7 separate regions of the Mus musculus genome follow, and regions 1, 2, 3, 5, 6 and 7 are each linked to region 4. A link is a contact called in public Hi-C, HiChIP or PLAC-seq, Micro-C and promoter capture Hi-C data. All regions are on one chromosome and are shown on one strand. Each heading gives the region's core, a stretch centred on a gene start, on an enhancer-like site or on the middle of the called end of the contact. The rest is flanking DNA. Distances are from core to core; before and after follow the strand shown.

Region 1 (4,195 bases), core at 1,684-4,183, 450 kb after region 4:
CAGGTGTCTGCTGATACTCACCAACCCAGAGTTCAGGCTGGAGGTATGGAATGGAGGACCTCAGCAGGTCAAGAGAACGGGGCAGGATAAACAGGTGCAGGAGAGTTGAGGCACAAGGGATATGAGGGTGAGGACGGGCTCTAGGGTCTGACCGAGCGGGGCTTGATGGGGTCGGGCAAAGCAGTGGCTAGATGGAGCTGCCAGCTATAGGCAGAAAGTTAGGGAAAAATGGGGGGAGATGGTCGGGTGCTCCAGTGGTTTGGGGAACCCTCACCTGATGCTTATACTGGTGCCCTACAGCAATTTCAGAGGCTGCCTGTGCCTGTAGGTGTGTCTTCACCTGGAGACAAGAAAGTATCACAGCCTGTGTCCCAGGGGTCACTTTCCCACCATGGAGACCAAAACACCCAAAGCCCTCACTCACACTTCCTCTAGGGTATTAAGCAATGAATATATTCTTTTAATCTGGTAATTACTGTTTTTCCCACTTAACAAATTGGTCATGAGGCTCTGTCCCTTGGCTGCAGTCCCAGGGGACGGATCTCTTAGGCCTGCAAGATGCCCCGCCCCCTTCACATCCTACTTCCCTTGGGGCTGGGGGTGGGGAGTGGAGATCGGAGAATGGTAATATTTCCTAAGACTTCATGTTAGGAAAGTTCTGGATGCCTTGCCTCTTATGCCAGCTCCCATTCCAGATCAGATCTCCAGCTGCCACCTCCACCAGCCTCCCTGTCAAGACTACCCTAAGGGCACAAATTCAGCTGATTTTTGAAGATGCCTTTGTCCTCAAATCTCATACACTAGGAGTGAGACCAAGTTGGCGCTCCTGTAAGATCATCTCCTTGGCTCACTAAGCCTGGCCTAGTCCCAGTAACGAACAGCTGTGTGACCTTGAGCAGGACACCAACCCTCTCTGGATCCAGGCTTCCAGCCCTTCACCATCTGATAACTCACAGGAGCAAGTTGTGAGAGTGTGTACAATTCTGTGATGCCCGGGACTTTCCTGACCTACACTTCGTGACGCCTGTTTCTCAGATTCCTCATCCTTCTACACAAAGTCAGCCCCAGGAATAAGACAGTAAAAGCTGCACTGGGCATGGTGGCACATATTGGTAATCAGAGCATCTGGGTGGCACAGGCAAGGAGGAGCAAGAGCTTCACGCCAGCTTGGGTTCCTAGTGAGTTTCCCATTAGCCTGGGTCATATAGCCAGGCTCTGCCTGTATCAAGGGAAAAGAGGGAAAGAGAGAGGGGAGAGAAAGGAGAGAGAGGAGAGAGAGGAAAGAGAGGAGAGAGAGGAGAGGGGGAGAGGGGAGAGAGAGAGAGGAGAGAGAGAGAGAGGAGAGGAGAGGAGAGGAGAGGAGAGGAGAGGAGAGGAGAGGAGAGGAGAGGAGAGGAGAGGAGAGGAGAAGAGAAGAGAAGAGAAGAGAAGAGAAGAGAAGAGAAGAGAAGAGAAGAGAAGAGAAGAGAGGAATATTGTCAGATGCCCACCATCTGCCGGGATCTATATGAACCCTTCATATGTACATCTCATGTGTCTCCTTCAGTCCTCTCAGCAACTTCACAAGAGTCTATAATTATTCCTGTCTTATCAACATGGCAACAATGAGTGCTAGGAAGTGTGATTCAAAGTTCAGTTGAATGCATACCGCTAGGATGCATACCTGTTAACTGAAGCACTGAGAAGACTCAGGGTGGACTGTAGTTAGAAGCCAGGCTGGGCTACAAGAGCAAGTGTTGATACTACAATATAGGGAGACCCTGCCTCAACAAACAAATGACACCCCAACTCAAAGGAGTTCTCCTTACGCTAAGTCTGTAATCTTCATCAACACATTGCAGAGTCTGTTGGGTGTCTGTGTATAAGGCAGATCAGAAGGCCTTGAAGCTTGCCAGCATTTTCCTGTGCCATTTTCTGCTTATGGGGCACAGCACCCTGTCACCAATGCCTTTGTAAAGGGCAGGCTCCCACCCTCTGCCAAAAGTCTTTTCTGAAAGCCCCAGACCAGACAGACCCCTCTTCTTACCATGTAGATTGGGCTTCCCAGATATGCTCCCATGACCCCAGCAAGGGCCCCAGCTGCGGCGCTGCGGACAGGACTGTGGGTGCCTTCATTAGTGTGCAGGTAACCCCGAGACTCTGCCAGCCCGTAGGTGCCCAGTCGGATGCCATTCATCAAGAACTGGTACAAGAGCGCAGGGCCCAGGCCCTTCTGCAGGGCAGCTAGGCCATCCACCTTGCCAATGGTGAAGAAGGCGTGGAAGACGTTTCGGTAGTGGCGCTGGTAGGTGCCTGGGGCCTGCAGTTCTCCCTGCAATTGCATTCTGGTCTTCACAACCTCCAAGGGATTGGTGAACACACAGGCTCCACAGGCTGCTACACCACTCATTAAGAAGTCCATGGTAAAGGTAGAAACAGCTTCAGAAAGCAGGGATGGATATGAACAACACCTGGCTCTTTGAAGCCCAGGCTGCAACAGGTAGAAATTTAAGAGAGCTAAATTGTCTGGGTCAAATGTCAAGAAGTCAAGTGAGGTTAGAGGGAGTTTGGGGATCAGAAGGTAGCAAAAGGAAAGAAAGAGGAGTGTAGTAGGGTATGGCAACAAGGCCCTGTTGACAAGGGAACTGAGATCAGGGAGGAGCAGAAGTTAGAAGCTGGCAGGTGGGAATGCCTAGGATGGGGGTACCAGAGCGTATCTTAGGAAAACGGAGTTACGAAATGGTAGCTGGAGAAGCAGGAAAAAGAAAAGCAACAACAGAAAAAGAATCAGAGGGAAAAGCCGAAGGTGGCTCGACAACAGCGAGAGGAGGGTTGTGAAAGAAGTTAGGATTCCGGCTAAGAATAAGCGTGGCAAAGTAGCTGCGGGAGCTAGAGCACCTTTACCCGAGGTAGTCTGCAGAGGCCGGGCGGCCACTCTCGGGTCCTTGGAACGCAGCGCCAATGGGGACTCTCCAAGAGCTGCAGCCGAGCGCCTCAGCCAATCAGCGAAGAGCCGGCTCAGCAGCCAATGGGAGGCGCTGCCATCGGCCGGGCCCTCGGCCTCAACTAAAACGGGTTGGGTTAACTCTCCTCGCCCCGGCTCCCAGGCCTGGCATTGGGAGGGTGCCGGAGGCGGGGAGATGTTTTTGGTTTTTGTTTTTGTTAATCACTGTCCAGGAACTGGGGTGGGCCGGGATGCAGAGGCTGAGCGCGGAGGGTTGGGCAGCGACTCCTGTGGGTGGCGGGCTCTCTGCGATCGTCCTCAATCCCAGGTCATCTCTGTTTGGGGTTTGCCTGACCGCAGACACGCCCAGCGCTGTTCGGATGCCAGGATAGTCCGGAAACTGCAGTCCCGCCCGCCGGGGCGATGGTACACACCTGCTGGACAGCACCCATCCCCTAAGGCCGAGTAAACTGTAGGGTCTAGTACCAGGGTGTGGCCAGCTGCGGGCGCCCAGGGAGGGAGGCCTGAAGGCCAGCCAGGGGAAAAAAAAAAAAAAAAACAAAACCTTGATCTTATTAAGCTCTTGATCGTCACAATGACCTAGAGGAGGCCGGGCAGGTCAAGACAAGGATTTCCATCTCCTCCTCAGCGAGGCTTAGGTTACAGAAACAGACTTGTTTCTTGTCCTTGCTTCATTCGTATGAATAATTATGAAAGAGCCCGGGGGGGGGGGAGGCTGGAAAAGAGCTTAAAGAGAAAGCTTGGAGAAAGAAGGTAGGAGTTTAGGTGGCGTCATTTGGGCGGCAGGAAGAAGCAGAGGGCTCACCTGAGTCAACTACCCTGCTTAGCGCTGAATTCCGGTTTATATTTTCCTTCCTACTATATAGATGACCGTGGGCAAGTTTCTTATCTTCTCAGGAACCCCTTGTAAAATGAGATAATATCTGTGGGACATACTCCAAAGGAGAGGTTGCCCTTGTGTTACACGCTCAGTAATTTACTGGGAAGTCTGGAGTTGACAGAACTCTTCCCACTTCCCCGAGGTCCCCGCAGCTTTCTTTGGTGACGTTCAGGTCAGGTTGAGCATCTTCTGATGGCTTTTCAAGTTGTCCCTATTCAGCCTCATTCTACTTTGTTCCTCAAACATACCTATTTTTAGGAATACCTCAAAAACATTCCTATTGTTCTTAGCTAGTGGTTAATTTCCCTACTTCACGATACTGGAAACTCTAGAAGCTTGGGGGTGGGAGAGAGGCAGATCTGAGTCTTAGG
Region 2 (3,726 bases), core at 741-3,240, 400 kb after region 4:
ATTCAGGTTTGCTTGGTTTTGGTTGTTAGTCCTCTCATGCCCTGCCCATTACTTGACAACCTTTCTCAAAGTAGTGACACCACCTCAAAGTGAAATCAAATTTGGGGGGAGGCAGATGTCACTTTTTTTTTTTTTTTGAAACAGGGTGGTTTCTCTGTGTAGCCCTGGCTGTCCTGGAACTCACTGTGTAGACCAGGCTGGCCTTGAACTCAGAAATCCGCTGCCTCTGCCTCCCGAGTGCTGGGATTAAAGGCGTGCGCCACCATGCCCTACTTACACAGTATATTTTGAGGGAAGACTCAGTTACATAGGGAAGACTTTGGCTTTTGCCGTTGGTTGTTCGAGGGGAAAAGGGAAACTAAGGACATTTACCGAATCAAATGAAACAGGTCTGTATTTTGGATAACCCCAAGATTCATTTTGTATAATGTAAGCCTAACACTATACCCTCAAATACTTGAATTGCCTACGTTTGCTGTGGTGGTTGTTGTTTTTAAAACAGGGTTTCACCATGGAGTCTTGCTACCCTGTAACTTGCTATATACACCAGGCCTGCCTGCCTGTGCCTCCCAACTGCTGGGATTAAAGGCTTGGACCACCACACCCGACTGCATCGTCTACCTTGAACGAACGACCTTTAAAAGAGGACTGTTGCTCAAGGATCTCTCCTTTAGCTGAGAGTTCTCTCTCCTGAGAGCTGGTCTCATCACTCTGCCCAGCACTGCAGCACAAATGTCCTCTTTAAAACCACTCCAGCACTAAAGCCATGTTCACTGATCAGCCAGCTAGCTTGAATCCTTGGCTACTCCTTAACTGGCTCCCTGTCATTTACAATATCCACCCCTTTAAATTCTAATGTCTTACTCCTTTGGGTTTGTTTGTTCTTCAAGACAGGGTTTCTCATCATAGCGCTGGCTGTCATGGAACTCACTATGTAGACTGGCCTCGAACTCACAAGAGATCTGTCTGCCTCTCAGTGCTGGGATTAAAGGTGTAAACCACCATGCTTGGCCTTCTCTTTACCTCTGGTACCCCAACACTAACACTGCTGTAGTGGAAGAAGATACCATAGACTCTGTTTTCAACCATGGTCTTTCAGCTCAACCGTCCACAGTACACTTCAGTAAAGTAAGACCCAAATCTCAAACAACCACTCCTTTGTCCAAAAAGGGCCACCAAGTGCGAGACATGTAGAGGCTAGCCCAGTGAATTACATAGCAAGCACCAGGTGATGTTAACGTGACGCTGTCATAAAAAGACCACTAACAACTACCAAGAAGTTGTTGCTTAGCAAGTCAAGACAGTTCACTATTCCTTCTGACCCCTCCACCTCCACCCAATGGCATTTAGCTTTTCAAACGATATTTGCTTTAACTCTTGCTTAGCAAAATGGCTTCTGCTGCCTAGTACCGTTTTCTGATGCTTTCCCGCTTAGCTAACCGGGGTACCCATCCAAGGACTGGGGCGTTTCTCCTTTCCCAAACCAGCTAAATCAGAGGGCCCCTGTAACCACAACAACCAGCAAGGCTAATCTCCCACAGAGCGTAAACCTTCGACAGTGGGCGGAGACGTATTCCAGGCTAGGTCGACCCTGGAACAAAGGGCCGGAAAAGCCTCCGCTCCCCAGGCCAAGACCATGGGCAATGGATGGAAGGAGTATAGGAAGAAAAGAAATTCAGGACAAGAAGGGAAAACAAAACAAAAAACCCACGAGAATCACACAAACAGCACTCACGGAGGTAGGTGGTTGTGCTCGGCAAGCAGCCATGATGAGCCAAACCCCTACCCTGAAGAACGCGCGAACTCCGGGCGCAAGTGCTCACGGGAGGGAACCTGTGACGTCAGGGAGCAGCACTGCCTCTTCCCTCTGCATCCACCAGGGTACTGGGGCGTCAGGGACCTTTTGCGGTGAACTTGCCGTAAGGAGCCTACTGGCCTTAAATTTGCAGCGACCCTTCCGCTTCTGACTCCTAAAGGCGGGAATTACAGATGTGCGTCACCAGATCTGGCCTGTTTTCCTTCTATAGTGACGGCGCGTCCGGATCCTAGTGTTTCACGTGGGGTGGGGCGGGCGGGAGACCGCTCGAGCGCACAGTCACTTGGCTCATAACACCTAAAATTTTCAGTCTCCCTGATCTTGTCAAGCAGAGATGTGCAATTTAAAAGTAGCCACAGACTAGATGGGATATCGCATGTGCCTTTAATCCCAGCAATCCGGGTGCAGAGGCAGGGGGATCTCTGCGAGTTTTGAGTTTCAGCCTAACCTGCTCTTCATAGTGAATTTCAGGCCAGCCAGAACTACGAAGTGAGGACAAAAAAGGGAGCCACGGGACACCATTAGCATATGTGATATGTGCAGTGGACTTAAGCCACTGCTGCATTTAGCAAGTCTTTTTAAATTTGTTTTTTACTCTAATGTCTAGAACTAATTTTTGCTAAAGAATTTGGTGGCCATATGTGACTCAATTCATGAAAGCCTTTGCTTTTCCTAATTCAGTCAGTCAGGCAATCAAGAGCTCAGTACTGGCGGAGGAAACAGAATTCATCTATGTGGCAGGCACATAGGATCGGGGTATATTCATTGAAGAAAACAAAACAAAAACCCTCTTGTTCTGAGGCAAGGAGATTGACGGGAAAACAGGCAAAATATATGGAGAAGAAAGAAAGAAAGAAAGAAAGAAAGAAAGAAAGGAAGGAAGGAAGGAAGGAAGGAAGGAAGGAAGGAAGGAAGAAAGAAAGGAAGGAAGAAAGGAAGAAGAAAGGAAGAAAAAGCAAAGCGAGGAGATTGTCTGGCATTCCAGTTCCAGGAGACCTGGCGCTACCTTTGTTGTTGTTGTTGTTGTTTTGTTTTGTTTTGTTTTGTTTTTTTGTCTTTCGAGACAGGGTCTCTCTATTGCCCTGGCTGTCCTGGAACTCACTTTGTAGACCAGGCTGGCCTCGAACTCAGAAATCCACCTGCCTCTGCCTCCCGAGTATTGGGATTAAAGGTGGCCCGGCTCTGGCGCTACCTTTTGAGTAACTGCACACGTGGTACACATACATTCATGCAAGCAAAACACTCAAACACATAAAAAGCAAGATAGAAAAGGAACCATGTGGCAGTGCAGTAATCCCAGCATTCAGGAGGCAGGAGAATCTTCCTGAGTTTAAAGCAGCCAGGGTTACATTAAAAAAAAAAAAAAAAAAAACAACCAACAAAGTAGCCAGTCAGTAGTGGCGCATGTCTTTAACCCCAGCAGAGGCAGAGGCAGAGGCAGGTGGATTTCTGAGTTCCAGGCCAGCCTGGTCTACAGAGTGAGTCCCAGGACATCCAGGGCTATACAGAGAAACCCTGTTTGGAAACAAACAAACAAAAGAAAAACAACAAAGTATTACACCTGCAAATTACTGTATCCCTTCATTCAGCTTCACTTTTGATGCAAACAACTCCTTCTGTCATGAAATATGCACTGTGGTGATGAAAGAGAAGTTGGGGCAAAAGCCCCACCCTAGTAGCCGTGTCTCAACTAAAGATTTTGTAGCACAAGAGAGTCTCTGTTTAAGGGGTTTTATTAGTTTCTTTTAAGACATTCTTCAAGCAGGCCTGTTGATCCTGACATTCAAATTTACTGAAGGGAGGAAAGACTCAACTTCATAAGGAAGGAAAAAAGAAAATGATAAATAAACACCCAGTGTCTACTTAAAAGCAAAATGGAGCTACCTAGTCAATGACTAGCATTGCCTTCA
Region 3 (4,163 bases), core at 380-2,879, 460 kb before region 4:
GCAGCCACTGTGGACTGGGGGGCCAGAAGATCGTCGGGAGGTAGCGAACACGCCTACATTCCTGGAGGAGGTGCTACGGGTGGCTCTGGAACATGGCTTCCGCCTGGACTCTGTCTTCCCAGACCCTGAAGACCTTCTGAACTCTAGATCCTTGCGCTTTGTGCGCCACTGAGGGTGCTGCCCTCCACTTGACTGCAGAGGAGGGGGATGAGTCAGCCAAGGGGCCTGTGGCTCTTCTAAAACCTCTTTCTAGTACTGGTGTGGTAGCTATGAAAGTCAGGGATTCCACCATACCTGGCCAGAGCCTAGAGCTGGGGTTCCCAGATCGAGCTGCCCCCTTCCACCCCACAAGACTCACGAATGGTCCAGAAGGTCTACGCGGGGGCTTATCCTGGGAAAGCATCGTGGATTCTCTAGCCTGTTTTTGCTTGAGGATGGGTCCTCTGTATTCAGAAGTGTGGCAAAGTAAGATAGCACCTCTTTGCCCAGGCTAAACCTAGCAGAGCTCTGGCGGGTTGAGCACTAGGTGGGAGGACTTTGACTTATCAAATGTAACCTGCTCCCTAGACTGTGGTTTCCTTTACTGGAGCTGACATCTTATCCTACAGTAACCATTAAGAGGCCAGGACTCTCTGGGAGGTTTCTTTACTATGTTCCAAGCCACCTATTGTGGGACACTCCATCCTAGGGTGACATAGGGAGCAAGGAGAACCTCCATCAACACGGGGGCTAGAGCTCCCTTCTGGAATTCCAGAGGATCCTGTATGGAAGTGGGGCTGGACCATGGTGTCCAGAGGCCTCTTTCATGTGTGTGCGCCTGCCAGTCAATAGATCTGATGCTGCCTGGCTCCCTGCTGTCTTGGTTCCCATCAGTGTTGCTGACTCCTGTGCTTGTGTATTGGTCCTTCTGTGATCTTGGCCTGTCCAGGCCTGTTTGGGGTTGCTTAGAAACTCTCCAGGCTCAGGTACTTCTGTGGTATGTGTAAAAGCAGATTCAGATTTAGTTTAATCATAGGGTGTGTGTGTATGTGTGTGTGTGTGTGTGTGTGTGTTTGCATGTGTGTTTATGCCTGCGCTGCCACGTAGGCAGGAGGGCCTTGTTTGAGTTTGAGTCACACTAGGCCCTTCCTATGAGAGGTAAAAGCCTCTGGGCTTAGCTGGGCCTCTGAGACCTCTGGGAGCTCTTGGTTGCTGAGACAACCATGAGCCTGTTGCTAGGAAATAGCTGGGTAAGGAAGGCCTAAGGCTGTCCTGGGCAGCCAGGAGCTAGAGTTGGGAGAGTCGGGGAGGGTGTGGGAAGGATAGCATTTCTGGGTTCCTGGGCGGATGGGATACACACATAAACATGGTCATCATTGGGTGGAGTCATTCATCTATCACTGTGACTTACAAGAAGAAAAATAAATTGCTTTCAGAACCATGACGTGTAAAGGCCACTATCCCCTTGCAACAGAAACCCTGATTTATCCGTCCTAGAGATACGTTTTAGCCTCCAGTTCTTGGGGGCCCAGGGGTGGCTCTACCGGAGCCGAGGGGTAAGACAATGGCATTGTTCTGGATCAGTCTAGAACCTCCGACATGAAGGGTCAGAATCTGGATCTCAGAGAATTCTGACTCTTCCCTGGTCTGAGGGGGTCCAACTCCTTCCATACCCCAGCAGGCTTCATGTGGGTGCTGGCTCTGGGTGGGGCTTTCTTGGCCGTGGCCAAGGCTTGTATCTTCTGTCGTCTCCAAGATCATGCCTTGGCAAACCGCCTGGCTCAGCTCAATAACCAGACGAAGCCGAAGTGGAAATGGAAGGAATGGGCTTCCCCAGATTTCTCGGCCTTTGCCTTAGGTAATATCAGATATGCAAGGTTAGCTCAGCAATAGTCACCACTGGATCCTAAGGGGGCTGGCGCCCGAGCTCCTAGCTGTGCATCTCAGCCATTGCTTCAGTCCATAGCCCTTTCTGGACACACTAGCCTCTCTCTCTCTTTGGAAGAACTCTGTGCCCTAGGAAATAGGAAAACAAAAAAACAAAAGACAACACAAAACCCCCCAAAACTCTAGAGCCTACTCTAGCTCCTTCTTGTCCATCTCCACAGATGAGGTCTCAATGAAGCAAGTCACAGAGAAAACTCACCGAGTCCTGAGAGTCATAGGTGAGGTCTGGAGAAAACGGACACTTTGAGACTTAGGAAGACCCAAGACGAGACGGGATATGGGGGGAGGGGAGGTGAAGAGAGGGACCGATCTGGGAGGGGGCCTGGAAGGCAGCTCCGATGAGGTCTAGGGCAATATAGCTGTGCTGTGCCTCTCCAGAGAAAAAAGGATCCACCTCCTTGATTCCATTATACTGGCAATGGCTTCAGAAGACCAGGATCCCCCAGTACACCAGGGAAGGTATTGATGGGGAGGGTACCAAGGAGACGCCTAGGATTTGTAGCCCCGTGGGGCATGACTGAACAAGTCAGCCACTGCTCCTTGCTTTTCATTGCAGCTCTTTGTGCTCCTGTCTGCCGTGAGTAAAAGAAAAGGCCGTGGAGCCCCCTGGGGAGCGAAGAGAGTAGGGCGACGGCCTGAGGAGCTTGGGCGGCTGGGAGGAAGGGGTTGGAGGCGGTGGCTTCGCTTGCCAGCGCTGCTCCTATTGTCTCCTGCAGGGGGCAGCACCATCCTGTACAACTGCTCCACCTGCGAGGGCAAGGAGGAGTCTTGTTGGCCCCAAAAGCACTGCTACCCAGGTTCTTTAATCCTCACCCTCCTAAGGCCCCCTAGGTTCCCTGGTGTGATCCACAGGATCATCCACGGTCTCCTGGGTTCCTTGCAGACAGTCACGATCTGTGGGACGCTAGGATTCTGCTCCTATGTATCTTCGGAATTGTCCTGCTTTCGGGTGTTGTGAGCCTCCAAGTGGAGTGAGTTGTGGGGATCTTCCCAACCCCCTTCCCTGATTCTCTTCAGGCCTCCCATCCTCTGTCTCCTTTCAGGTACCTGAACCTGCAAGCAAAAGACTTGTGAAGAGGAGGACAGCTTTTCCAGCCCCAGCTCTAAGAAATCTGTGCCCACAATTTCCACATCCCTTAGGGTGGGAACACTTTTTAGACCCAGCCCCAAAGCCTCAGTCTTTCAGACCCTAAACCTCAGACTTCTGCTATCAATATTCGTGTCAGATGGCCTCCAGGAACCCAAGCACCCACAGCTGGAAAGTCCCTCCCTTTCTGTGTTCCACCAATCAAACAGAGCAGCAGATGATGCCAGGAAATTATCTACAGAAGGAAAGAATCGCTTACCACCACCACTCCCACATCCCCTCTGTCCATTCCCGGAAAGCGGGGGACTGTTGGCCTGTAGATGTTGCTCTAGGCCCTCCAATGACTGATCCGGAATCCGGGAATGAGGGTTCTGGAAAACTCTCTCCCTCTGGGGTGAGACCACATCAGTCAACCCGCTGGCATACAGTCCCTCCATTGTATTAATATTGTGCAGCCTGGACCTCCCCCTCCTTCTGGGCCTGTGTAAATCTGCTGTGTGATGCTTTCCATTCCTGTCTGACTCCATCTGCAACTTGGGCAGGCAGATGGGATGGGAATTCTTAGGAATTCTTGTTAGAGGTGCCCCCCCCCCAATAGATATTTAGCAATGTCTGGAGTCAGTTTTGTTTTAATTGGAGGAATGTGTGGCTGGCGCTAGTGGGTGGAGACCAAGGCAGCTTGCTAGACATCCTGGGACACACAGGAAAATCCTGTCCTAATGTCAACAATTTATGGTGGAGGAATTCTGGTGGTACCGGTCTTCTCTGTATTGGGGGCTTGGGGTTTGGATGACAGGAGATGGAAAATGAAGACATAAGTTCTCGTGGGAGCACTGGGAGCTTTTCATATGGGATCCCAGCCTCCATCTACTTTTCAAACTGGGTGTCCGGAGGGCACACTTGGAGTGGCTTGGACAGCCTCTAAACAGCCTGCTTGTGTCCCCCCCCCCCCCCGGGTGAGTAAAATCGTCCCATGTGAAGCCTTGGTTAGTATGATGCATCCACAACCTGGTTAGAACCACTGGGGTCAACATGCCTTTCCTCTTTAACTTTTGAGATAGGGTTCCTTTGTGAGTCAGGGTTTCTCTGTGTAACAGTCTTGGCTGTCCTGGAACTCACTTCGTAGACCAAGTTGGCCTCAAACTCACAG
Region 4 (3,868 bases), core at 633-3,132:
CTTGGTTGGTGCCCCGTCCCTTAGTCTCCCGCCCCTAACCCGGGATCAAGCCCAGAAGAAAGAAGGCACAGTATTTCCGAGGGGCGTGTCGGGACAGTCAGAAATGTGGGTTGGGAGGTCAAGGCTGGAGGCTGAGAGGAGGAGGCAGGCGAATGACCGGATTCCCTAGGATTGGTTCTGCTGGGGTTAACAGAGATAAAAGCAGGACGCCTGGGTTCCCTCCTTCGTCTCCTTTTTGGGTTCCCAGAATTCCTAAAGCTATTTTCTCAGGAAATTTAGCCAGCTAGCAGCTTCTTCGCCCTGGTAGGAGTCAAAGGTCTGTGTTCGAGGTGGCCTGGGATGATGTCACCAGTGCACGTGCCCCGGGACGGTTGCCAGGCAATGCGATCTCCTCCCCTTTCCATTCCCTCCCACCTCTGCCCAGAGTCCCGTTCCAGTCCCGTGCCATCTCTTTCTCCTTTCCTTTCCCTTGGCATTAGCATCCTGCAGGTGGGAAACCCTGGCCTGGAGTTTCGTGAAGGGGGAGGGGCGCGGGTGTGGTGTGGCCTGAAAGACTTTGCCCCTTTGCTGGCTTGAGAGAATTCTGGGTCTTCCCCCCCCTTCTTTTTCCTAGATTGCCATGGAAAAACTTCCTCTCCAGTCCCCACTACCACTACCACCCCCCGTACTCCCTCCCGCGCGCCCTTGGAAGTGTCTCCTGAAGTCTTTTTAGTTTCCCACCTGCTGCATGGCCCAGTGTCAGGTTGCCCCTTTCCCAGCTTGAGCTGAAGTGGGTGTAGTTGCAAGACAGCTGCCCCTAAGAGAGGAGCTGTATGTGGGTATACACACCAGCCCATCCCTGCGACTCCCGTCACCTCCTCTTACCAAACTGAGGAGAAAGAGTTAGGCTGAAAAGTCAAGGTCTTTATCTGTGTAGGTAGGTGGATCAGCTTCTGGTATTGCCCACTTTTGAGAGAGAAGTCCAGTGATAGTTATGGCTGCCCTCTGTTAAATCTTGGAGTTGGTGATGGTATTACAGAGTCTCCTTTCTTGTGCCTAAGAATGTGGATTGTCGGCTCAAACCTGGATTCTAACCCCAGCTCTGCCACTAAATGGGACTCGGGAAAAGTCACAACCTTGCAGAACCTCCTATCTGCAATCTGGGACATTTAAATATCAATACCTACCTTCTAGCTGATGGGAGGGGGCAGTGAAATAATTTATGCAAAGCATTTAGCACAGTGGTTGGTATAAAATTAATACCGAATGAGTATCAGAAAATACATATTATTAAATGTTGTTAGTTATTATAGTGGGTGGACCTGTTTCTAAAGTAGCCCTCACAGGGGATTGGTTAAAGAGTGGAGAATTCTGCTACCTGGAGTGTGTGTTGTGTGTGTGTGTGTGTGTGGGGGGGGGGTGTCAGGGATTAGCATCGACTACTTTATGTACCTTATTTGATGTGGGCTTTAGCCAGATTTGTATTGCTTTCTTTAGGTTTATTTTTCCCCTCCTTAAAAAAAAATAGCTAAGACTATATTCCTTTGGCTGTTAAAATAATTACGTTGTAGCTTGTGATTTTCAAGCGATACTCTGGTTCCCTCCCATGTTGCTCTCTGGAGCCTTTCATTTTGCAAAGGGACTCCACAGTTTCCCTAGCGGGGACATGGCTAGGCTAAAGGGGTGTGTAAAAGGTTGGGGTGGGTGGGTGGGTGGAGAGAGACTAGTGGGGGGAGGCTGGGGGAGCGGGTAGTTAAAGGAAGAGACCGGAAGGGAGGAGGAGGGAGCCTGCTGGTGGGGAGGGAGGGGAGGAGGAGGAGGTGGAGGAGGAGGAGGAGGACGAGGAGGAGGAGGAGGGAGGGAGGGGGTTGGGGAGAGCCTGCTACAGTTCTTTGTTTGACTCCGGGACTCAGGGACGGGGAGGAGGAGGGAGGGAGGCAGAGGCTGCAAGCGCCGGGGCAGGCCCAGGAGGCAGAGGAGGGACCGTCTCCCCCGCCCCCCAGCCCCCACTCCCCCCCCTGCTGCTTCCCCCTCCCTACCCGGACTCTGGGGGCACCGCCGGGGGACAGACACCCAGCAGGTAACCCTGGCCTGGCTCTCCCTCCCCCTGTCTGATTTTCTTCCACACCCTCCCGGACGACCCCTTTCCGTCTCCCCGATTTCCCGGGCCTTGCCTTTCCCCCCCAGCCCTCCTTGTTCCATTTCTGCGAGTTGGGCTTGTCGCCTGCTGGCTCCGCCACCCTCCGTCTCGTGCAGCCTGACTCCCTTCCCCCCACCCCACAGTGTGTGCTCCCCTGTTCTGCCCGAGGCACCTTTTGGGGTTCTGTCTCAATGTTTCTTAGGCTGGCTTCTTCCGACCAGTCTCATGGGGCTCTGAGGAAGGAGGGAGTCCTTATTCTTTAATGGCTCCCCCCAGTCTCCCTTGCCCCATTCTCCTCGTAGCAGTCTCTAGGGGTGAGAGAAAACCGGAATTTGGGGCCTGATGGAGAGGCAGGGGGGCTGTGTGTTGCTGGAGACAGGGACAGTGAGTGTGTGAGGAGGGGGTGGGGATTTGTTAGAGACCAGGCTGCCTCTCTGATGTCCCTTTAAATGGCCCTTACATATCTGGGGGTTAGGGGGTGGGGTGGTGGCAAGCTGCCTGCCTGGGGGGCAGGGCCCTTGGTTTGTCCACACCGTCAGGGGTGGAAATGATTTAAAGGGACAGCCTTGGTGTGGCCACTGCCACCCTGTGCTGGCAGGAGGGGGAGCTGGCAGGCTATGTCTACAGAGGCTTGGCTGGTGAGCAGGGCATTTGAGGCTGTCTGGGACTGGGCCTCAGGTCTCCAGTCCAGTTACTGTGGCTGGAAAAGTGCAAGAAGGGGTTGACAGCCTGCCCTGAGGGTGCTCAGTCTAGGCTTTCTTCAGAACCCCATGGGTGAGCCCTTTGACTCCATGACCAAGAATCTGTGAGTCTGAACTACAGAACCTGTGGGCCAGAACCAGGTGGGGGCCACTGGCAGATCCGCAGGTCAGTAGGGTGACCTGGGTACTTTAGAGCTGGCCCCTTCAGCTTCCCCTTTTGTTGTTTGGTTCTTTGCACAAGAAGGCCCCAGCCCCTCCTCCTCATGCACATGCCCCCCCACCCCCACCCCAGCTGTTGGGCAGATGAATTACAGCCTCCTGCTTGGGGCCAAGGCTGGTAAGGGATTAAAGTTCTGAGGTTGGCCCTTTAAATGGCTGTTGGCCCTCCCCCACTCTGGTGTCCAGACACCCATCACATACCCTTCTGACCCCCTTGGTCTGGCCTGCAACCCTCCCCCCCTCTATAGGCTAGCCTACCCCGTAGCCACAAATTCTATCAACTGCTGGGTAAGCACCTTAGTCCTGAATTTGCTTCCCTGTCCAGAAGGGTCCAGCCTCTAGCATCTTTTCTCCAGAAGGTCCTAGCCAATCCAGTTTTCTCAGCTCGCTGCTGACCACTGTTCCTTAAGGGCCTTGCTTAGGTCAGAAATAACACTTCCCTGGGGGCAGTGTCATCAGCAGGCACAAAAGCTTGCAGTGCATTGCATCATGGAGGCCAGAGGCCTAAGTCTCTGGGGCAGGGGGAAAGATGGGGGCTGGAAGGCCAGGAAATGGAGAGGCCAGGTAGAGAGCCCGTGTGTCTGGGTCCTGGAGAAAACACTGGTCCCCAAGGAGTGAGTCTGAGGTGAGGGTTGACTGAGGCCTAACTCCTGCTATCAACACCTGAGTCTTGGCCCTAGACTTGTAGTAATATACCTAGCTCTTTGTATCTAAGGATTAGGAGGGAAGAGAGTGGGCCCCTGTCACCTCCTTGGGCCACATGGAGGAAGGAGGTGATGGGGAAACAGGATATGGTTTTGGAGGTGACATGGAGGGAGCCTGCTGCAGA
Region 5 (4,154 bases), core at 649-3,148, 480 kb before region 4:
TAGTCAACGAGGAGTGGGGTGAGGGTTGCCTTCCCTGTCTCCACTCTAATGGACAATAAAGAGAACATCAGGAATCTGAGTGCTGGGAGCTGCGTGTCCAGACTGGGCCTGCTCTGGGAGCCCAGGAGAGCGGGAGGGATGTCCAGACACAATAACCCGGGAAGGCAAAGCAAGAGGAGGAACAGAGCAACCCAAGGAACTGTGCTCCTGGGAGCAAGCACTTAGGGGCTAAAGTAGCAAGGTCACAAAATCAAGCACAGTCTGTTCTACGAAGTGAGAGCCTGCTTCAGAACACAAAACAAAACCAGGGCTTTAAAAACTCACTATTGCCCGACGTGGTGGCACACGCCTTTAATCCCAGCACTTGGGAGGCAGAGGCAGGCAGATTTCTGAGTTCGAGGCCAGCCTGGTCTACAGAGTGAGTTCCAGGACAGCCAGGGCTACACAGAGAAACCCTGTCTCAGAAACAAAAAAAAAAAAAAAAAAAAAAAAGAAAGAAAAAGCCAACAACAACAACAAATAAAAACTCACTGTTGGTTTATTTGGTTAACATGGTACACCTGTGGAGGTCCGAGGTTAGAGGAACTTTCCATAATAAGTTCTGCTAGGGTTTCTGGGGTCAAACTTGGGTTGTCAGACTGGATGTGTGAAAAACACTTTTACACAGTGGGCCACTTTGCTGGTCCCAAAACCTAGGGTCTTGAAAAGGCCCAACCTTGCAGCAGAATGTCCATGTCTGATAGAATCAGCATACTGTACATTTATTAACACCATCTTTGAGGCAGGGTGTACTGGCTGGTTTTGTGTGTCAACTTGACACAAGCTGGAGTTATCACACAGAAAGGAGCCTCCCTTGAGGAAATGCCTCCATGAGATCTGGAGAATCCATGTAAGGTATTTTCTCAATTAGTGATCAAGGGGGTAATGGCCCATTGTGGGTAGTGTCATCCTGGGCTGGTAGTCCTGGGTTCCATAAGAAACCAAGCTGAGGGGTTGGGGAGATGGCTCAGTGGTTAAGAGCACTGTCTGTTCTTCCAGAGGTCCTGAGTTCAATTCCCAGCAACCACATGGTGGCTCACAGCCATCTGTAATGGCATCTGACACCTTCTTCTGTTGTGTCTGAAGGCAGCTACAGTGTACTTATATATAATAAATAAATTTTAAAAAGAAAGAAAGAAGGAAACCAAGCTGAGCAAGCCAGGGGAAGCAAGCCAGTAAGTAACATCCCTCCATGGCCTCTGCATCAGCTCCTGCTTCCTGACCTGCTTGAGTTTTAGTCCTGACTTCCTTTGGTGATGAATAGCAGTGTGGAAGTGTAAGCTGAACAAACCCTTTCCTCCCCAATTTGCTTTTGTGCAAGAATTGAAACCCTGACAAAGACACAGGATTTCTCTGTGTAGACCTGGCTGTCCTGGAGCTCACTCTGGACCAGCTGGCCTCAGACTCAGAGATCCACCCACTGAGTGCTTGGATGAAAGGCGTGCGCTGCCCCTCGCTTTTTTGTCTCCCAGATGAGGGAACTGAAGGGTCAGAGAACTTGTTCAGTGTCACACTGGTTTTTGTGTAGACAGGGTCTCGCTGTGTAGCCCTGGCAGGCCTGTGACTTGCTCTGTAGATCACACTGGCCTTGATCTCACAGAGATCTGCCTGTCTCTGCTGTAATTAAAGGCATGTAGCACTATGCCCAACTAATCACACAAAGTCTTAAGTGACAGAGACAGATTTGACTCTAGACCATCATTTCCCCCTCAAAAAATTTATTCACCAATGGAGAAAGCAGCAGAGAAAGACCAGTGTCCCAGATGGAAGGTGACAGCAGGCAGTCTCTGGGGGAGGGACTGTGGTTTCTGTGATCTCAGCACCCCCCTCCGCCCAGGCCCCACCCCTACCCCTCCCAGAGCTGCCTAGAAGTGGTGGGGTTAGAGCTCCTCCTGGGTTACCCCGTTCCCTTTGGGGAAAGAATTCCAGACCCAGGCTCTTCCTACCAGAGGATTCTTCTCCATTAATACCCCTCTTGGGGGGTGGGGAGTGCATCTGCCTACATCCCCACCTACCTGACCTCCAGGGCCCCCCAGGCCCCCAAAGCAAGTCATCTGAGATGACGGTCAAGCTAGATTTTGAAGAATGTCTCAAGGACTCACCCCGCTTCCGGTAAGTGTGTGCAGGTCCATGAGACTAAGGAGGGGAAGGAAGGCCCAATAGGTCCCAACACCCACCCACCCACCCCCAGCATTCCCCAGGCAGGACCAACCTTAGAGCCTAGGCCACAGGGACCAGAGGGAACTGGTGGGACCTAGTGCCTCTACCACTCAAGCCAGGCTCTCAAATCAGGCATGGAACCCCAGCACTTGGGAGGCTGAGGCAGGAAGGTTGTTAAGTGTTCCAGGCTAACCTGGGCTACAGAGTAAAAAAAAAAAAAAAAAAAAAAAAAAAAAACCCTTTAATAACAGAACCTCCATGCTCTCCGAAGCTCACTTTACTCTGCCTTTCTGCCCCTTCTGGTCTTTATAATTGGCATTCCTCCTTCCTTCTCACGGCATCCCCTCCCCCAGCACCTGCCCCGGGGCGGTTAGCAACTTCCTGCCCTGGCCACATCCACCCTCCTACTCTTCCTGCTCTGGTCTGGGTTATTGAAGCTTAGAATGTGCACAGCAGCACAAGAGCAGAAACTGTCTGGACTCTGCTTGGTCTGTGCATACCCATCACCCCATGACGCCAACCCTGCCCCTGATGCTAAGCAGAGGCCCAGTGGACCTAAGTGCTGTCCATTCTTTCCCAGAGCCTCGATTGAACTGGTGGAAACTGAAGTGTCAGAATTGGAGACCCGCCTGGAAAAGGTGACCACGTCATGGAGAAAAGATGCAGAGTCAGATTAAAATAAAAGATTAGAATAAAATTAAAATAAAAGGTCAGGGAGATGGCGGGAGACTGGGAATGCGTTAGAGTCATTGAAAGTTAACTGTGCCTGGCACACACACACACACACAATTATATTTAAAATCTGGATGTTGCTGGGCGTGGTGGCGCACGCCTTTAATCCCAGCACTTGGGAGGCAGAGGCAGGCAGATTTTTGAGTTGGAGGCCAGCCTGGTCTACAAAGTGAGTTCCAGGATAGCCAGGGCTACACAGAGAAACCCTGTCTTGACCCCCCCACCCCAAAATCTGGATGTACTGGCTCATGCCTTTAATCCTAACACTGGTGAAGCTGAAACAGGCAGATCTCTGTGAGTTCTAGGCCAGCTAGGGCTAAAAAAAAAGCTGGGAATGGGGCTGCGTACCCAGATCCCAGCACTTGGGAGGCAGAGGCAGATGAATCTCTTGTGAGTTCTAAGATAGCTTGGTCTGTTTACATAGTAAGTTCTAGGACAGAAGAGAAACCCTGCCTGAAATACATACATATATGTGTGTGTGTGTGTGTGTGTGTGTGTGTGTGTGTGTATGTAAATTATTAACATATTAATATATACTTTTTGAGACAGGGTCACATGTAGTTCAGGCTAGCTTTGAATTTACCTGTAGTTGAGCCTGGTCTTGAATTCCCAATCCTCTGACCTCTATTTCCCCCCTGGAGATGGAATTCATCTTTGTGCATGTTAGACAGGCCGGGTTCCCCCACCAGCTACATCCCCAGAGCAAACACTTCTTAAAACATTATTGATATTATTTCAGTATATATATTTGGCTGTTTTATCTGGGTAAATGTCTGTGAACCATGTCCACACCTAGTGGCTGCTACAGAGGCTAGCAGAGGGCATTGGATCCTCTGGAATTGGAGTTGCAGTTGTGAGCCACAATGTGGATGCTGGGAATTGAACCTGAGTCCTTTGCATGAGCAGCCAGTGCACGTAGTCACTGAGCCATCTCTCCAACCCCTCAAATGGTTCTAATTGAACTTTTTTAAAAAATTTATTTATTTTATGTATATGAGTACACTGTAGCTGTCTTCAGACACACCAGGAGAGGGCATCAGATCCCATTACAGATGGTTGTGAGCCACCATGTGGTTGCTGGGAATTGAACTCAGGACCCCTGAAAGAGCAGTCAGTGCTCTTAACCACTGAAGCATCTCTCTAGCCCTCTAATTGAACTTTTAAAATTCAGGTTAATCCTACACTTGTAGTAATTGCTTAGAGAGGCCACGTCCCTGCCAGCT
Region 6 (4,285 bases), core at 1,026-3,525, 510 kb before region 4:
TATAGTGAGCTCATGTCTTATCCCTCCGACCTCAGGGGTTCTTTCTTTTCATTACCAAATCTATTTTCATTATGCTAAACAAACAAACAAACAAACAAACAAACAGGTAAGGGACGTAGGCACAGCTTGATCCTTGCTGAACACTCACTGGCCCTAGATTCAACTGCCTGGTACCATCAAATAAACGAGCAAGTACAGGCCAAAGCTGTGCTTTAGTACCTGAAGAGGTGTGTGACTGATAAGTCTAGGATTTTTTTTTTATAATCTGCCAAAAGATTCATCCCACTTTCCCCCTCCCTTATGGTCCATTCCCTAAATCCTTTGCATTAGGCAACCACTAATATATTTTTTGTGTATCGTGTTTGTGACATTTACAGTTCTACTAATTGTCTCTGAATAGCCCTAGCCCCAAGCTTTGCACCATTTGGCTTTTACAGTTGTCACATGTGTCCAGAAGTTCATATCTTTTTCAGTACTGGGACAGAATTTTAAAATAGGGTTTTACTATGTAGCACAGGCTGGCAATCTTCCTGTTTAGCCAGGAGATAGGATTACTGGCATGTATTACCACACCCAGAGAATGACCATAAACTTCCCATCCTCCTTCCTCTGCCTCTGGGTCCTTAGGTGCTGCAATTACAGGGAGGGAGGGTGGCAGGCCCTGTGCCTGGCTAGGATTGGATTATGTAGGCTACCATAGCCTTGAACTACTGATCTGCTGATCTCAGCTTTCTCAGTGCTGGCATTCCACAGAAAACGACAGAAAATTCAGGAAAAGTGACTGAAAGATATAGGGTGGATAGTTCTACTGTGCTACACAAACACGTAATAATTCCAATTAAGTGCTTGCAAGCGTTCCAGTAAGTTGGAGATTAAGATATCATTTAATATCCTTACTTAGTGGTAAAGAAATTAAAAGTACAGTAATTTGAAGTGATTTCTCAAAACTATAGGTGGCAGTGCATGCCTTACATCCCAACACGAGAGGCAGAGGCAGGTGGATCTTAAGGCCAGTCTGGTCGACTGAGTGAGTTCCAGGACAGCCAGAGCTACACAGAGAAACCCTGTCTTGAAAAACAACAACAAAACCACCACTACCACCAAAAAGGTTTAGATTCCTAGACCAGATTTTTTTGTTTTGCTTTTGAGTCAAGAATTCACACTGTACAGACCAGACTGGCCTTGAACCCACCTGGCTCTTACAGGATTAAGGGAGTGCTCCACCACGCCTGCATTATCTAAGGAGTAGGAATCCTGATCGCTCATCTTTAGATAACGTCAAAGTAATTTAATATTGCACTGTTTTGTTTTTTTCTATTCTCCTGCTCCAGTTTCTCAAACTCAGAGATTACAGGCATCATAAATTTCAAGACCAACTTTATGTGCTGGCTTTATAACAAGTCTCAGCCTCCTAGCGATCTGGCAATAAAGTCTGTGTCGCCTGGTCCAGAGCCACTCTTCTCATAGGGAGTTTGATTTTGGAAGAAACATTAGACATTTCCTTTTAGAAACCTCAAGCCGACCTGGGAAAACAATCGGAAACGCTATGTAGTTCTCTTTATTTAGGATTTAGAAAGGAAAAGCTTCTATGCGAACCTTAGGAATCAACACTAACCAGGGTTTAGACAAGATGGTGGCTTGTATCGGATAGCTCTGGATACTGAAACTATAGCGCACAAGTTGTGTAAAGTACCGAAGCCGGGATGGTTGTAATCCGACCACACTAGCGTGAGAGCAGAGTCTCCCACGGAAAGCAGTCTCTTGAGCACGTGCAGAGCTGGGACAGCGATTCGGAGAAGAGCCACACACCTAACTAGAAAGGTTCTCAGAAACGTGTTTGTGAGTTGTTCAATTCCAGTTAAAGCCGAGGTGTGGCGCCTGCTCAGACGCATGCGTTCTTGACGCCGCAAGCAGCACAGTGGCGTGGTCTTTTCAACACCCCGCGTAGGGACGACGTCTGAGGTGGAAGGGGCGTTTAGGATTCCTAACACGCATGCGTTGAGACCCAGGCGTTTCCTTCGGAGGGTGTGGAGTGCAGGGTTCTGTATTGCGCAGCCGCAAGGGTTGCCCGGTAGAGCGAGCTGTCGCTCAAGGGGAGGGAAGAAGAGGTTGAAGGGATTTAAAAAAAAAAAAAAAAAACCCGGTGCGCCTGCGCATTGCCGACTGGTTGGAAGCACTACGGACTGGAAAGGGGCGGGGTCACGTGTGTGCGTCATCCGATGGGTAGGTGGGAGAGAGGGTGGAGATCGGGGAGGGTCCATGCGCTTGCGCAGTGCGGGGGTGGAAGGTGGTGGAGCTACCTAGCACGCTTGCGCGGCTGTCATAGGGCTGCTTGGTTGGTCAGTGGGGAGTCGGCGCCTGCGTACTAAGACCCGTGTGCAGCAGCGGCGGCGGCGCTAGAGGCGGCGGCGGCGGCGGCGGCAGCACAGTAGCGGGTTCGGAGGCAGCAGTTGGGCTCGCGGCGAGCGGACCAGGTCAAGTCAGTGCGTTCGCGCGAGGTGAGAGCGGGCAGGGCGCGCCTGCGCGTAACCTCGGTTTGAGCTACGAACGAGAGACGGAACTACGCGGGGGTCGGGGAGGGGGGCAGAAGGGAGCGGCGGCTGTCGCCGCACGGGTTCGGTGAGGGAGCGGCGCGAGGTGCGGAGAGGCGGGTGCAGGGCCCGGTTGGCGCGAGGGGTGACGGTTGGGGCCGGCCGGGTGACGTTGGAGCGACGCAGGGCGGGGGACGGCGAGCCGCGAGGCCGCCACGCGGGAGAGGCCGCCAGGCGGCCACGCCGGGGCGAGGGCCCGGGGCCAGATCGGCCCAGACAGGGCAAAGGCTCCTGTGCGGTTGAGGACCGGCGCTGCGCGGCCACGTGAGGTGGGGGAGGGGGCTGTTAGGTGAGGGCATGTGGAGGGGGTTGGCGGCCGGCGGGGGGAGGGGAGGCGGCATGGTCCTGGCCTGGCGCAGCTTTGGGGCAGGGGCAGCCGTAGCACCGGAAGTGTTCCCCATTGGAGGCTGCCCTCGGGGTCCGAGGCCATGCGGCCGAACGTTGACCGGGGCCGCATGGCTGCACGGGGACCCCTCCCCCCTGGCCCGGGCCACCGGAAGCCCCGGGCGACCACATGGTGGGCGCGAGCCGGCAACCCTCAGCGCAAGGAGCTCTGGTCTTTTTTGGGTTTCTCCGGAGCCTTGGATTTTGGCGTGCGGGAGAGACCCTACCCTTGGGTCTCACTCATCCCGCAGGGCCCGTTGCAGGCATATGTTAGTGTTCCCCAGCCTCATGGGCCTCTGGAGCTCATCCCTCAGTCTTCATATGAAGTGAGACGTCCAGCCAGATGTAAGTGGTACTGCTTTGCTGGGGAAACCGGGAAAAGTGGGGAAACTGAGGGCGATTGGACTGATGCCCAACTCTTTCTCGGCCCATGCCGACAGCGCCTGAAAGTAGTGAGCTTCTAGTTCCCCTGCGGTGATCTTCGATCTTCACCATGCCAGTGCCTTCCCTGTCGTGTTTTGTTTGGGAGTTACTGTGTTTTAAAGTCCTTTACTCTGCCAGCCTAGTACGATTTCTATTACTACTACGAATCTTTTGCTTTCATTTTATTGTCATTCACCACCCCTCACTTTCTACTGACTGTACAGGCTGGGCCTGAAAAGCCGACAGGACTGGTGCATCCTGGGAAAAGTGGGAGGGCCATCGACAAAAGGCTGAGTTCCCTTCGGGAACTGAGATCGAAATGTTTGGCAGTGGGATCCTTTAGGAAACTACTTTCTCTCCCTTGACTGCATCTGCAAGTGCACGTTGGAGGCGGGAATCCCCCAAAGAGGCCTTGTGGTTTCCTGTACCAATGACTGGCTTGTGTGTGGACAGGGTGGGGGGGTGGTGTAACAACTGGGTGGGGCCTTGTCCTCCGTCTCCACCCCTCCATTAGCCCCGCCCTTCAGCTGGCTCATTGCTGCTCACCTAATTATAGTCCTGGCAGAGTGTGGGGAAGAGGGGGTGGTTGGTTTCAGTGGCGAGTAACACCTGAGTCCTACTCGCTCCCGGGAAGTAGCCCTTTCCTCATCTCTGGGATTTGGCATCCCAACTCCCAGGAGGCTTCCTTTCCCTAGCCACAACTTTAGATGTCATTGTGGGGGCCCAGGGGATCCCCAGCTGTTTTACCCCCAATACTCAAGCTCTTCAATATGTTTGACTCCAGTTTCAAAGCAGGAAATGCAACTTTATTTAGGTGGGTAATGAATGAAGGGGAAGTGGATCAGTGTTTTAGGGAGGAATGGGATAGATCAGCGATCTCATTTAAC
Region 7 (4,190 bases), core at 365-2,864, 420 kb before region 4:
AAGGTAGTTCCAGAAGCTAACAGTAATCCTGCCTGGAAGAGGCAGAGAACAGAATACAGAATTTTAAGAACAAAGCAACATGAGGGAGTAAATGAGGTTTGATTTAAATTAGGCAAGGGAATTGGTTACCCAGACAGGTTTTCTGCAAGAGGGTACCCCTAACAGGGCCAGGCTGTGCAAAAAGTGGTGTTTGTTGGCCTTGTCAAAGAGCTGTAAGAAAAAGAGAAGAGAGAGATTTTCTAAGCAACATAGGACCGAAGTCCATTAACACTGTCACCTCTGACGGCTCAGTTTGCTGCTCCCCCAGGTCTTCAAGCCACAGGCCTGCAGTCCTTGCAGTAGAGACCTACACTTGACTGCCTTCCCATTCATCTCCCCACCCCCTCCCAGTTTAAGGACACCCAAACATCGCGCCAAGTCCAGGAGTCCCAGAACTGTTACTTCACCTCCTTCCCGTAGGCATCCGGAAACTGAGCGCCTGTAGAGAGATGCAAAACCAATCAGAACTGTATTGGCTTAGACCCTCTCAAACCCCAGGGGCACCTAAGTAGACACTGCATCCCTGGAAGCTTCTGACTGGTGGAAACAGATGTAGTACTGAGACGCTTTTGGACCTAAAGACAAACTTGAAGGTTCGGGGTTCCAAGGGATCTCTATTCCATAAAAGACAAGACACTTCCTATAGGTCCCTCCCCGCACCAGATCCCAAAGATTGCCCCCAGCCCAGCTGCATCCCACGTCCCCTGACCGTGTGCCCCGTAGGAGGCCAAACCCAAGGCCCCAGCTCCGGACAAGGCACCTAGGCGGCGGAAAGCAGCCCCTACCCCGGCCATAGCTGTGGGTGGTCACGCGCGGAACCAACACCGCCCTGACCACCCAACAAGCCAGCCAATCCCGATTGCCCATGCAAATAAGGTCCAAAAATGCCCAATCAGGGCTATGTTCATTTCAGAGCCCCGGTTCCCTTACAGACGCCTTTGTAAAACTTCTGTTGAATGGAGAAGATGTCTGGCGGGCGGAGAAACTAGAACCAATTAGGAGCGGAGGAGCGGAGCAGTGGGAGGCGGGGTTGAGGGTGGGACTAGAGGATTTGCGTCACGGATTGGCCCACTTTCCAAGTTGATCGCCTCTTCGACACCCCAACCCCACACCTCCAGCTAATTTGCAAAGATATCGGTCCCCCACAAAGTTCCACCCCTTTTTCTACAGGCTCCTCCTGTTCTGCTTCAAACCAGACCCACTCCTCAAAAGGGGCGGCCCCACGGATTTCTAAGCTCCACCTATTGCCATCAAACCCCTCCCATCCCACGATGGCTCCGCCTCTGTGCCTAGAGGCCCCGCCTTCTTCGTGTGATGCCCTGCCCTCTATAGTTCAGCTGTTCTCCCCCTTGCTAGACCCGGAGAGCCCAGAGGGTGGGAGATCCGGGGGGGCGGGGGGAGAGATGTCTTCACCCTGCTCTAGTTCGCTACGTCCATCCGTCCGTCTGTCCACTCCCACCCCTTTCACTGTCTTCAATCCCCCCCCACACTCCAGAGGGCGGGTGGGCAGGCGGGTGCAAGCGAGGGGTGTGCGCCGCTCTCTCGGCAGGGGGCGGGGGAGGCGGCCGCGCGGTGACGCGCGGGGCTGCTGCGGCTGCTCCGCCGGCGGATCATCACTCTCGAGCTGGGATGGACGCGGGGCGGGCGGGCCCTGGCGCGCAGAGCCAGGAGTCCGGGCCTCCTGGCTACTGAGCATTTCCCAAAGCCTCCCCTAGCCCTTGCCTTCCTTCCTAGGAGCCGCACCGACCTCTGCCTCGAGGCTCGGGACTCGGCCCCCGCCCTCTTCTGACTCCCCGGATCTCCCTCCCGCCCGCCCTCGGGATCGACTAGATCCCTCCCCCTCCCCGAGGATTCCGGCTGGATCCCTGCCCCTGCACCGCGGATTCTGCGCTCCGGGGCTCCGGGCCCCTAGGGATTGCCGTGGACTCCTCCTCCAGCACCCGATCCCTTAGGATCTGTCGCCTGAACCGCCTCCTGGTCCCTCGAAGCCATCCCAGAGAACCAGTGGATCTCCAATCTAGTCCTGTCCCATTGCTCCCTCCTGGCTCAGCCTTTCCCACTGCGGGGTTCCCTGTTCTTGAGCTCTCTCTGACCCTATACCCTAGCTTTCCTTTTCCTGGGGATCGACTGGATTCCGGCCCCGCCCCCCGGGGCTGGGGCGATCCCCCTCCCCCGCCGGGTGAGGCGCTGCAGGCGGGGGCTGGGCCTGCGGGGCCGCGGGGGCTCAGAGGCCGCCGCCCCCCTTCTGAAACCCGTCCGCCCCCCGCTCGGAGCCCTGGATGGAGGCACCACGGCCCCAGGGCTGATCCAGGTAGGAGCTAAGCCATGCTGGGTGGAGGGGGCTGCGCGGCGGTCCATTGGGGTCTTCCTCTTCCCATATTCCTCCCTGCGCCTGGTTTCCCTCAGCCTGCTCTGTCTGCGTGTCTCCGCCTAAGGATGCTCTCGCCGTGTCTCTGCGTCTTGGTCTCTTTGTCTCTGCCTCTCTCCAGTCCATGAATGATCCTTTGAATGGGCCCACAGACCCCGTGTGTTCCCATCTCCCCCTCCCCCTCCTTCTCCCCTTCCCGGCCAAGCCATTTTCCCCACTGCAGGAAGGGGGGGGGGCTGCGGCCTGAGCCCCCGTCCCTCAACTCTCCCCGGTTGGGGGAGTCGGGCCTGGGCTGGAATGGAAGAGCAAGGCAGAGGGATCGGGAGGAGGGGGGAGCAAGATGTGGCAGACAGAGATGAAGAGAGAAAATGGGGGAGAGAGTAATAGAAAAAAGGAGAGAGAGAGAGAGCACTTGAGGGAGAAAATCAGAGAAGGTATTTGGAGGAGAGAGCGATGAGAAACACCAAGGAGACAGAAATGAGAAAAGACTGAGGGGTGAGAGACTGAAGGCAAGAGCTGGAGCAAGCCAGTTAAGGCCAAGGAAAGATGCTCCAAGGGACCCTGTTCGGAGGAGAAAGATGGGGGGGGGGGGGCTCTAGTGGGAGGGGAAGAGAGAAAAGCTAGTTAGAGGAGAGGAGGCAAGGGGCCCAAAGTACCTTAAGGGAAAGGGGTGACTGAGGCAGGACATGATGGGAGAAGAGGGAAGAGATAGCAAGGCCCAGCCTGGCATAGGAAAAAGAGATTGGGGGGGGGTCAACTACAACCCCCCCTTCAGCTGATGGGAGAACAGGAGCCTAAAAGGACCTGAAAAGGGGAGGGCATGACTGGGTGTGAGTGGTGAGGACTCCTGTGTCCTCATCTCTGGAATAAATTGACACCTGCAGAGAGCCACCCGCGGGCTGGCGCCTGGCTCTGAAAAGCCCAGCGTCAGCAAACAGTCCTGAAGGGGGGGGTGCCAAGGGGGGGCTTACTGAAATGACCTGGGTGTCTGCCCTGCCTACCTTTTTACTGGTCCTGTTCCTGCTGCCTGGGTACCAGGGCAGCAGTAATACTGGGGACTGGCAAGGGGGAGGGGGACTGGGAAGGGGAGGGGGTGCTCCTGGGGTGAGAAGATATCTGAGGTTTGCCTCAGGACATAGGTCAAAATGCTGTGCAAAGAAGACCTCAGCCAGGGTCCAAGGCTCTTCCAGATTAGGTGGGGGGGTGTCAGTAAGCTTATTTGAGAAGCCAACCTCAGTACTGCTTCTCTTATCCCCCCTCCCCATCTGCCAAAGACCTGGTCAGTAGGGTTAGGCTCTGATGGGGCTAAGCAGGATGGGGGGAGGGGCATGTCTCTTAGGATTCTCTGTTCGCCTAGACTACCCTCCCCTCATATATACATATTTCTTCCTCTCTGATAAGATTGGGTGAAACTAGCGTTCTGACTCTTGTCCCTGTCCTCCCTCTCACGGCCCGAAGGGACTCAGCAACCAAGCAAGCCCCTTCCCCTCTTCCTCTAGACCACCCCCCTCCAGGGTTAAAGCTGCAGCCCGTTGCCGAGGTAACATTGCGGGGCAGCATCCTGTCGCCCAGCAACCGGCTGCAGGATCATGCATCTGTCCCTGGATTTGCCCCTTCAGCATCCCCTACTCACTCTAACCCCTGGCTATAGACACCCCAACTTCTAAGGGAAGACATGGAAGGGCCTGGGGAGAAAAGGACCCCAAGTGCACAGATCTTTAGGGAATGGTACACTGATGGGGACAGAAGGTACTGGGGTTTGTACAGTCCTGAGAAGGCCCAG

Evidence for each region. Promoter capture Hi-C pulls out the DNA fragments that hold promoters and counts their contacts. Hi-C and Micro-C count contacts between places; a contact is called where the count stands out from the background. HiChIP or PLAC-seq counts read pairs in DNA pulled down with a chosen protein or histone mark.
Region 1: a Micro-C map of embryonic stem cells shows a contact between it and region 4, with 1.7 times the contacts expected there. The contact joins the promoter of Slc25a35 here to the promoter of Kdm6b in region 4. A contact is called at or near these places in 1 of 39 promoter capture datasets (pre-B cells), 3 of 484 Hi-C or Micro-C datasets (all in embryonic stem cells), 2 of 115 datasets of contacts at active chromatin or transcription factors (memory CD8 T cells and pancreatic cancer cells) and 1 of 9 other capture datasets (pancreatic islet).
Region 2: an HNF4G HiChIP or PLAC-seq map of pancreatic cancer cells shows a contact between it and region 4. The contact joins the promoter of Ctc1 here to the promoter of Kdm6b in region 4. A contact is called at or near these places in 1 of 484 Hi-C or Micro-C datasets (muscle stem cells), 3 of 115 datasets of contacts at active chromatin or transcription factors (memory CD8 T cells, pancreatic cancer cells and thymic regulatory T cells) and 2 of 9 other capture datasets (adipose tissue and liver).
Region 3: a contact with region 4 is called in a promoter capture Hi-C map of neutrophils, with 2.9 times the contacts expected there. The contact joins the promoter of Tmem95 here to the promoter of Kdm6b in region 4. A contact is called at or near these places in 3 of 39 promoter capture datasets (cranial neural crest, neutrophils and pre-B cells), 2 of 484 Hi-C or Micro-C datasets (the N1E-115 cell line and embryonic stem cells) and 2 of 115 datasets of contacts at active chromatin or transcription factors (memory CD8 T cells and pancreatic cancer cells).
Region 5: a contact with region 4 is called in a Hi-C map of uterus, with 2.7 times the contacts expected there. The contact joins the promoter of Acap1 here to the promoter of Kdm6b in region 4. A contact is called at or near these places in 7 of 39 promoter capture datasets (cranial neural crest, embryonic stem cells, frontonasal cranial neural crest and 3 more), 4 of 484 Hi-C or Micro-C datasets (the N1E-115 cell line, embryonic stem cells and uterus), 3 of 115 datasets of contacts at active chromatin or transcription factors (double positive thymocytes, memory CD8 T cells and pancreatic cancer cells) and 1 of 9 other capture datasets (liver).
Region 6: an HNF4G HiChIP or PLAC-seq map of pancreatic cancer cells shows a contact between it and region 4. The contact joins the promoter of Eif5a here to the promoter of Kdm6b in region 4. A contact is called at or near these places in 7 of 39 promoter capture datasets (cranial neural crest, embryonic stem cells, hippocampal neurons and 3 more), 16 of 484 Hi-C or Micro-C datasets (CD4 T cells, CD8 T cells, the G1E-ER4 cell line and 10 more) and 6 of 115 datasets of contacts at active chromatin or transcription factors (Th17 cells, embryonic stem cells, memory CD8 T cells and 3 more).
Region 7: a contact with region 4 is called in a Micro-C map of embryonic stem cells, with 3 times the contacts expected there. The contact joins the promoter of Nlgn2 here to the promoter of Kdm6b in region 4. A contact is called at or near these places in 6 of 39 promoter capture datasets (the C10 cell line, the HPC-7 cell line, embryonic stem cells and 2 more), 9 of 484 Hi-C or Micro-C datasets (B cells, cardiomyocytes, cortical neurons and 4 more) and 6 of 115 datasets of contacts at active chromatin or transcription factors (bone marrow-derived macrophages, embryonic stem cells, extraembryonic endoderm stem cells and 3 more).

The regions. Positions count from the first base shown.
Region 1 is chr11:68,966,869-68,971,063 of GRCm38.p6, reverse strand. It overlaps Slc25a35 (solute carrier family 25, member 35), which reads right to left and starts at 2,933. Exons shown (of 5, transcript NM_028048.2): 1 at 2,027-2,933; 2 at 275-340. The coding sequence starts at 2,401.
Region 2 is chr11:69,014,175-69,017,900 of GRCm38.p6, reverse strand. Ctc1 (CTS telomere maintenance complex component 1) reads right to left here and starts at 1,990. Exons shown (of 23, transcript NM_001013256.2): 1 at 1,736-1,990. The coding sequence starts at 1,768.
Region 3 is chr11:69,875,521-69,879,683 of GRCm38.p6, reverse strand. Tmem95 (transmembrane protein 95) reads left to right here and starts at 1,629. Exons shown (of 7, transcript NM_001195710.2): 1 at 1,629-1,837; 2 at 2,088-2,144; 3 at 2,305-2,385; 4 at 2,483-2,503; 5 at 2,643-2,723; 6 at 2,810-2,897; 7 at 2,970-3,630. The coding sequence starts at 1,666. The coding sequence ends at 3,000. It overlaps Kctd11 (potassium channel tetramerisation domain containing 11), which reads left to right. Exons shown (of 1, transcript NM_153143.4): 1 at 1-1,420. The coding sequence ends at 172.
Region 4 is chr11:69,414,208-69,418,075 of GRCm38.p6, reverse strand. It overlaps Kdm6b (KDM1 lysine (K)-specific demethylase 6B), which reads left to right and starts at 1,882. Exons shown (of 24, transcript NM_001017426.2): 1 at 1,882-2,059. It overlaps Gm51903 (a long non-coding RNA gene), which reads right to left and starts at 2,563. Exons shown (of 2, transcript XR_003949708.1): 1 at 2,292-2,563.
Region 5 is chr11:69,893,283-69,897,436 of GRCm38.p6, reverse strand. It overlaps Acap1 (ArfGAP with coiled-coil, ankyrin repeat and PH domains 1), which reads left to right and starts at 1,898. Exons shown (of 22, transcript NM_153788.3): 1 at 1,898-2,151; 2 at 2,780-2,837. The coding sequence starts at 2,099. 2810408A11Rik (RIKEN cDNA 2810408A11 gene) reads left to right here. Exons shown (of 9, transcript NM_001382461.1): 9 at 1-79. The coding sequence ends at 3.
Region 6 is chr11:69,919,376-69,923,660 of GRCm38.p6, reverse strand. Eif5a (eukaryotic translation initiation factor 5A) reads left to right here and starts at 2,275. Exons shown (of 6, transcript NM_181582.4): 1 at 2,275-2,498.
Region 7 is chr11:69,835,208-69,839,397 of GRCm38.p6, reverse strand. It overlaps Nlgn2 (neuroligin 2), which reads left to right and starts at 1,614. Exons shown (of 8, transcript NM_001364137.1): 1 at 1,614-2,350. It overlaps Tmem256 (transmembrane protein 256), which reads right to left and starts at 873. Exons shown (of 4, transcript NM_026982.1): 1 at 749-873; 2 at 447-478; 3 at 130-210; 4 at 1-32. The coding sequence starts at 833.